Linked DNA regions of Mus musculus: region 2 is linked to region 1. A link is a contact called in public Hi-C data. All regions are on one chromosome and are shown on one strand. The core of a region is the stretch at or near the end of the contact, and the rest is flanking DNA. Distances in the headings are between cores, read along the strand shown.

Region 1 (2,700 bases), core at 61-2,560:
CCATCCCCTACCCACAGCCAGAATCCTATCCTAAGTTTTTCTCTCATTAAAAAAAATATTAAATATATTCATTTGTTTGTTTAACCGTTGTAAGGATCTATGAGGGTGGCAGACATGTGTGTCAATGGTGCACATGTAGAGGCCAGAGAACAGCTTGTGTGAGTCAACGCTCTCCTTCTACCATGTAGGCTCCGGGGATCAGACTCACGTCATCAGGTCTGGTGGAAACCACCGTTTTATCTGGTCAGCCCCCTTTCCTCCCAGTTTTTGACACAATGCAATTACGAATCCTGGACTAACCTTAAACTTTTAGCAGTCCTCCTGCATCAGCCTCCAGAGTGTTGGGGTGACAGCATTGCTATAACTATCATAAGATCTGGCTTTCTGTTTGCCGGGGACCCTCTATTGCTCACTGTTGCTCTGACATCATTCAAACCCCCGGAAGAGCCAGGTTAGGGCCCTTGTGGGTCCCATGCTTCCTTTAAGCTCTTCTTTCTGGGCTTTGAGCTGCTCTGACATGCTAGGATTCAGAGTCTTGCTCCTTTAGTTCCCCTTCCCCTCACTCTCCAGTGCCAACATCAAATCTGCCCTTACAGCCAATTCGGGGCAACTCTCTTCTCTGACTTCCCACAGCTTCCACACACCCCCCCCCTTGCAAAAATCCCCTCTTCTGAAACTCCCAAGATGGCCGCATCTGATCTCTGGACCTCTGCCTTTGGGTGGCTGCCTTAGCTCTACTGGAAGCTCTCTATGTTTTGGGAGCCTCCATTGCAGGCCACTTCAAAGCTGCTGTACCTCTCCATGGGCCTTCTCTATCCCAGAATGCTTGAAAATTGCTTATCAGTCAGAAAAGGCCACTGAGGACTTCGAGTGAGGAACGGGGCCAAGGACTCGGGGCTGTTATGGAAGCCTGGGTGAGTGTCAGGAAGGGAAATCCAAGGAAATCCCTGCGTGCTGCCCCGGAGCCCTGAATGGACTGCGTGGAAAGGAAGCTTACTAAAATGGGGTGTTCTGAAGGCAGGCCTTCCACCCCCACCTACATCAGCTGTCAGTAATGGCTGGGAGCCCAGTGCTGTTAAACAAACAAACAAACAAACAATTATCTCCAATAAACAAAGCCAAGACATGAGCCACAACTTAAGGCTCGCCCAGGCACTGCTCACTGTGCAAACATCCTGTCTATTAAAATGCTGGTGACCAAGTTCCTGGTGCCCAAACCTCAAATGAGTGAAGCAGAGAGCAGGACTCAGCTCTATTGGCTTAAATCCTCAAGTCCCCACTAAATGTCACCCCGTGCCTGACACACCCAGTGCAATCTGCTAACACGGCTCAGTGCCTAACACCGGGTACTGCCGTGGGAGTCAGTGGCAGGTGCCCAGGTCTATGCTTCATGTGCAAAAAACCCAAGAACACTGAAAGTGAAGTGAGTGTTCAAAACTGAAGCAAACAATCCCAATGGATAGTGGAAATCCAGCCTCTATCCTCCATTCTTCACCCCATCAGGGCCGCTTTCACAAAACCGGACAAAGACTGGAGCCCTGGCAGAAGGCTAGCTTTATGGGAGTGTCCACACAGAATTAAAGCGGCACAGGGCAAGCTTTCCTTAATGAATCGACACATTTTTCAAACTCTCCATCTACATGCATGCAGAGAGGTCTTTCAGTTTAAAAACTGCAAGTATTGATTTAGCGCAAGAGATCCTGAACAGGAAGGAACCTGCTGCTGGGCGGCGCCAGAAGGGACCAGAGGTGGACAAGCAGTTATACCAGCAAAAGAAGCGAGGTTGTAGACAGTAAGTCCCATGCTGAGGGAATGAGTATTGTTTAAGGACAACAGCCATGTCACAGAGACACCTTGACACTTTGGGAGTGGCAAAGACTTCCTTGGGTGTGGCTCAGATGGATGGAAAAGCCGTCCTGGAGTCCTAGTGTAAATGCTGATAGTCTGTGCAGAAAAAGACCACCGTACCCCCACCCCCATGTGTACAGTCTGAAGACTACTGCCCTGTAGAAGCGGTTCTTACTGAGATCAAACAAACCAGCCTCCTGGCTCAGCTGTGTATAGCAACTCTGCCTCTTGGTTTGCTGTATATTACAACCCTGCCTCCTGGTTCTGCTGTGTGTAACAATCCTGCCCCCTTGTTGAGCTGTTTATAACCACTCTCCTCCTGGTTCAGCTGTATATGACAACCCTGCCTCCTGGTTTAGCTGTATGCAATAGCCGGTCTTCCTGTTCAACTGTATGTAATAAAATGCACTGTTGTTTGGGGGACCCACAGCCCAGATCACATGATCATGCTTAGCTGTGCATCCACGTTTGTCTTTTTCTCATTGTCGCTCCATCCCTGGTCAGGGTTCCAGGACCTGAGCCATGCAAAGACATAGCACAGGTTGAAGGCGCAGCTGGCCTAGTTTGTTGCAGTCAAGCCTAGTTTGTTGGTGATTCTGTTGAAAGCTTAAGGGAGCTGGACTGCCAGCTCCGAGCTAACTGATAACCCTGCATGGCAATTTGCTCACATTTGACAATGAAAAGACCAACGGCCATTGTTTCTCCCATTCTGTGCCTCTTCGGGTCCAGCTCAGAAGGTAGCCTGGCAATACTGACTGTGATGTGTTTAACCCCAGCCCCTAAACTGACTATGTAATAAGGAACCTGGAATACGTGACACAACATTGATGTCTGGGAAGAGAACTTGCATTA
Region 2 (2,700 bases), core at 6-2,505, 65 kb before region 1:
GGGCCCCGTCCTGGCTCTCCCACTGCATCCGGAGCCCTGGCCCTGGTGATCTGCAGCCCTGTCCCTGTGACCGGGAGCCAACAAGATGGACATAGAACTGTTCATGCAGGATGAGCACAAACACAGAGGCATGAACACAGATACAGGGGTGGTTTCATGGTGTGCGATCCTGTTTTAGTCAGCTCTGGGCCCTGCGTGGGGCCGGGCCTCGGAGGATGAGAAGCAGGCATGGGTTAGTGAGGAACTTGTGTGCTTATGGTGGGATGTGCTCTGGTGAGAAAGACCACAGGGAACAGAAAGCATTTCATACCCATTATAGATATGTGAGCAGTTCCTGGAAGGCAAAGAAGAGCCAAGTTGAAGCATCAGACCCAGTATAGTGAGAGGCACGTTATTAAGAAGGGGGCATTAGAACTGTCTAGCTGACCGTCATACCACCACCAAATTCTAGACAGAGGGGGCCACAGATCAAGCCCATCCTCGCTATCCTGGGTTCCCTTGATTTGGGGCTTACTTGGGAGTGGGGAGAAAGGAGGTGAAAGATACTCTGGAGATCACAAAGTTGAAACCTTAATCACCCATCACCCAATGGTAATGGAGAAGACTTCAAACTTTCTGCCCCACTAGGTCAGAAGGGCAGCTGACCAGTATGCGTTCTCAGTCTTAAAAACCTGCCTTATTAGTTACTGAAGCTCAAGGAGAACAGCAGCCAGATGTTGCTGCAGCTGTTGCCAGCTCTTGATCAAATGCAATTGTATCAAACCTACCAACTAACTTGCCCATGAAGACTCGAGATCATCTGAAAGGAGTTATTTTGTCAATAGGCAATGTCTGTAAGAAGTGGGTCTCCCTAGCTACATTGTATACTTGTATGTTTAGGCTAGATAGGTTTGAGGGGCTCTGAGGGATGCTTGAGAGAATGGAGCCTGAGTTCATCCACAAAGATTTTACCTTCATCTTCAGACACGTCCAGGATCTCGTCCACCGTCTCAGGGTAGCTCATCCGGTGTTTGTCACTGACTAACTGAAAAGAGAAAGGGCGGGGGCTGGGACCCATAAGGAGCCAGGCACACTTGTTTCTGTCCTGCTACTGCCCCAAATGAGCAGCCAGGAAAGGTGATAGAAAAGATATGTTGCCAAAGAAAGCCAGGCCCAGGAGGCATTTGATCTGGAAGCTCATGCCCAGACTTCCCGTTTCCTCGCCCATTCAATTCTTTGGTCACTAGGTGGCAGTATGCCCCACCTGTAGCTAAACAGTGCCTACCAGGCGGGAGGCATTGACTTTGGGCAGTAACCCTCAGGGCCCATGGCCACAGCTGGGGTAGGGGGTGGAGACCTACCACCACACTGGTTTCATCTGTGACCACCTTGAGCACGTCTGTTACAGAGATGTAGCCCAAACGTTTGGCTATTGCCAGAGGTGTGGTTCCGTTCTAGGACAAAGGAGAGACAAGAGAGAGAGTCAGAGAGGAGAGTCTGTCTCCTGAGCACAGATCCAGTACCCTTGGATTCTTCACAAGCGCCCACAAAGACAGACTGGCCCTTGGAGCCAAGAAGAGGTATGCATAAGTATGTGATCCTTGGGGCCACAGAGATGGGACAAGGCAGGAAGGAGAATAGGACAAACTGTAAGCCCTAGGTGTTGGGTATATGGCCTTGGCATGAGAACAAGGCACCCTCCCCGCTGCCACCTGCCCCCGCTCCCAGGGCAGGCAAGCACTTCGGGGAGGAGCCAGTAAGGAAACCCCAGGATCCAGCTGGCAGAAGAGCTCAGGGAAAATTGCACAGTGCCGAAGCTTTTGTTCTCTGTGAAATCCTTCTCTGCTTGCAGAATGTGACCTGGAGTCCACGTGGCTTCAGCCCTGTGCAGACCCTCAGCAAACACTTCTACAGGCAAGGCTCTACAGCCTTCCAAGCTGGGAACAGCCTTGCAAGGTAACCCTACACACCCCCGCAAGGAGAGCAGGAAATGCATCCTGAAATCACCAAGGCTGCTAGGGGTGTCTTTGAGGCAGGCCCAAAGCACTTAAATTTGCCTACTCCTGTCATAGTGAAGGCAGCTTCAAACACACCAGAGGGTGTGTCAGCAGAAATAGGTACGAGCCAGAGGAGAGGAGGCATGGTGCTGGGAACACTATTCTACGATCACTCCAGTGTCTAAGCCTGGAATATGCAAGGCACACAGCTCTGTGCAGACCCAAGACTGTCAACAACCTATGTAGTTAGGTTGTCCCTACCCCCTGTTTCCTTTTTTCAAAGCTCAGGACTGAGGCAGGGCCTCAGAGTTGCTCTGGTTGATTCCTAAGTGAGCGCCCAGGAGATGTTAGCCTGGGAGCTGGGTGTAAGGTACCTTGGTCTTGGCATTGCCCCTTGATCTGTCTCAAACGGGACCGGGTAGGTACTCACCGAGCTGACCTCATTTGGAGAAGCACCATTCTTCAGGAGCAATGTCACAATGTCTGTGTGTCCTTGTTGAGCTGCCTGGTGCAAGGGGCTGTATCCTAGCTACGAAGGGAGGCAGGCATTTGACAGGGTTGGTTAAGAGTTGCTGGAAAGAACTGCATGCAAACTCCAAAGTCCATCTACTATCCCTCCTGCTCCCCCCCCCACCCCATTTCCTTTTTTCAAAACTTAGGACTGAGGTGGGGTCTTGAGTGGCTCTGGCTGATTCCTAAGTGAGTGCCCAGGGGTGTAAGGTAC

Evidence for each region. Hi-C and Micro-C count contacts between places; a contact is called where the count stands out from the background.
Region 2: a contact with region 1 is called in a Hi-C map of cerebellum, with 2.3 times the contacts expected there. The contact joins two enhancer-like sites. A contact is called at or near these places in 3 of 15 datasets of contacts at CTCF or cohesin (CD8 T cells and the NIH/3T3 cell line), 45 of 484 Hi-C or Micro-C datasets (3T3-L1-derived adipocytes, the BV-2 cell line, the C3H10T1/2 cell line and 27 more), 14 of 115 datasets of contacts at active chromatin or transcription factors (T-cell acute lymphoblastic leukemia, bone marrow-derived macrophages, embryonic fibroblasts and 7 more) and 4 of 9 other capture datasets (adipose tissue, liver, macrophages and 1 more).

What each region holds. Positions count from the first base shown.
Region 1 is chr8:23,042,586-23,045,285 of GRCm38.p6, reverse strand. All of the region lies in intron 1 of Ank1 (ankyrin 1, erythroid), which reads right to left. Among named protein-coding and RNA genes, the nearest start is that of Gm51563, 6.9 kb to the right of the region's middle. Within about 2 kb of position 1,310, at least 13 of the 459 cell types and tissues checked have an H3K27ac peak or open chromatin away from gene starts, as enhancers often do. A contact at or near this core is called in cerebellum, where this site is marked.
Region 2 is chr8:23,107,981-23,110,680 of GRCm38.p6, reverse strand. Ank1 (ankyrin 1, erythroid) reads right to left here. Exons shown (of 44, transcript NM_001110783.3): 20 at 2,407-2,505; 21 at 1,341-1,433; 22 at 952-1,024; 23 at 311-334. Among named protein-coding and RNA genes, the nearest start is that of Mir486, 33 kb to the left of the region's middle. Within about 2 kb of position 1,255, at least 13 of the 459 cell types and tissues checked have an H3K27ac peak or open chromatin away from gene starts, as enhancers often do. A contact at or near this core is called in cerebellum, where this site is marked.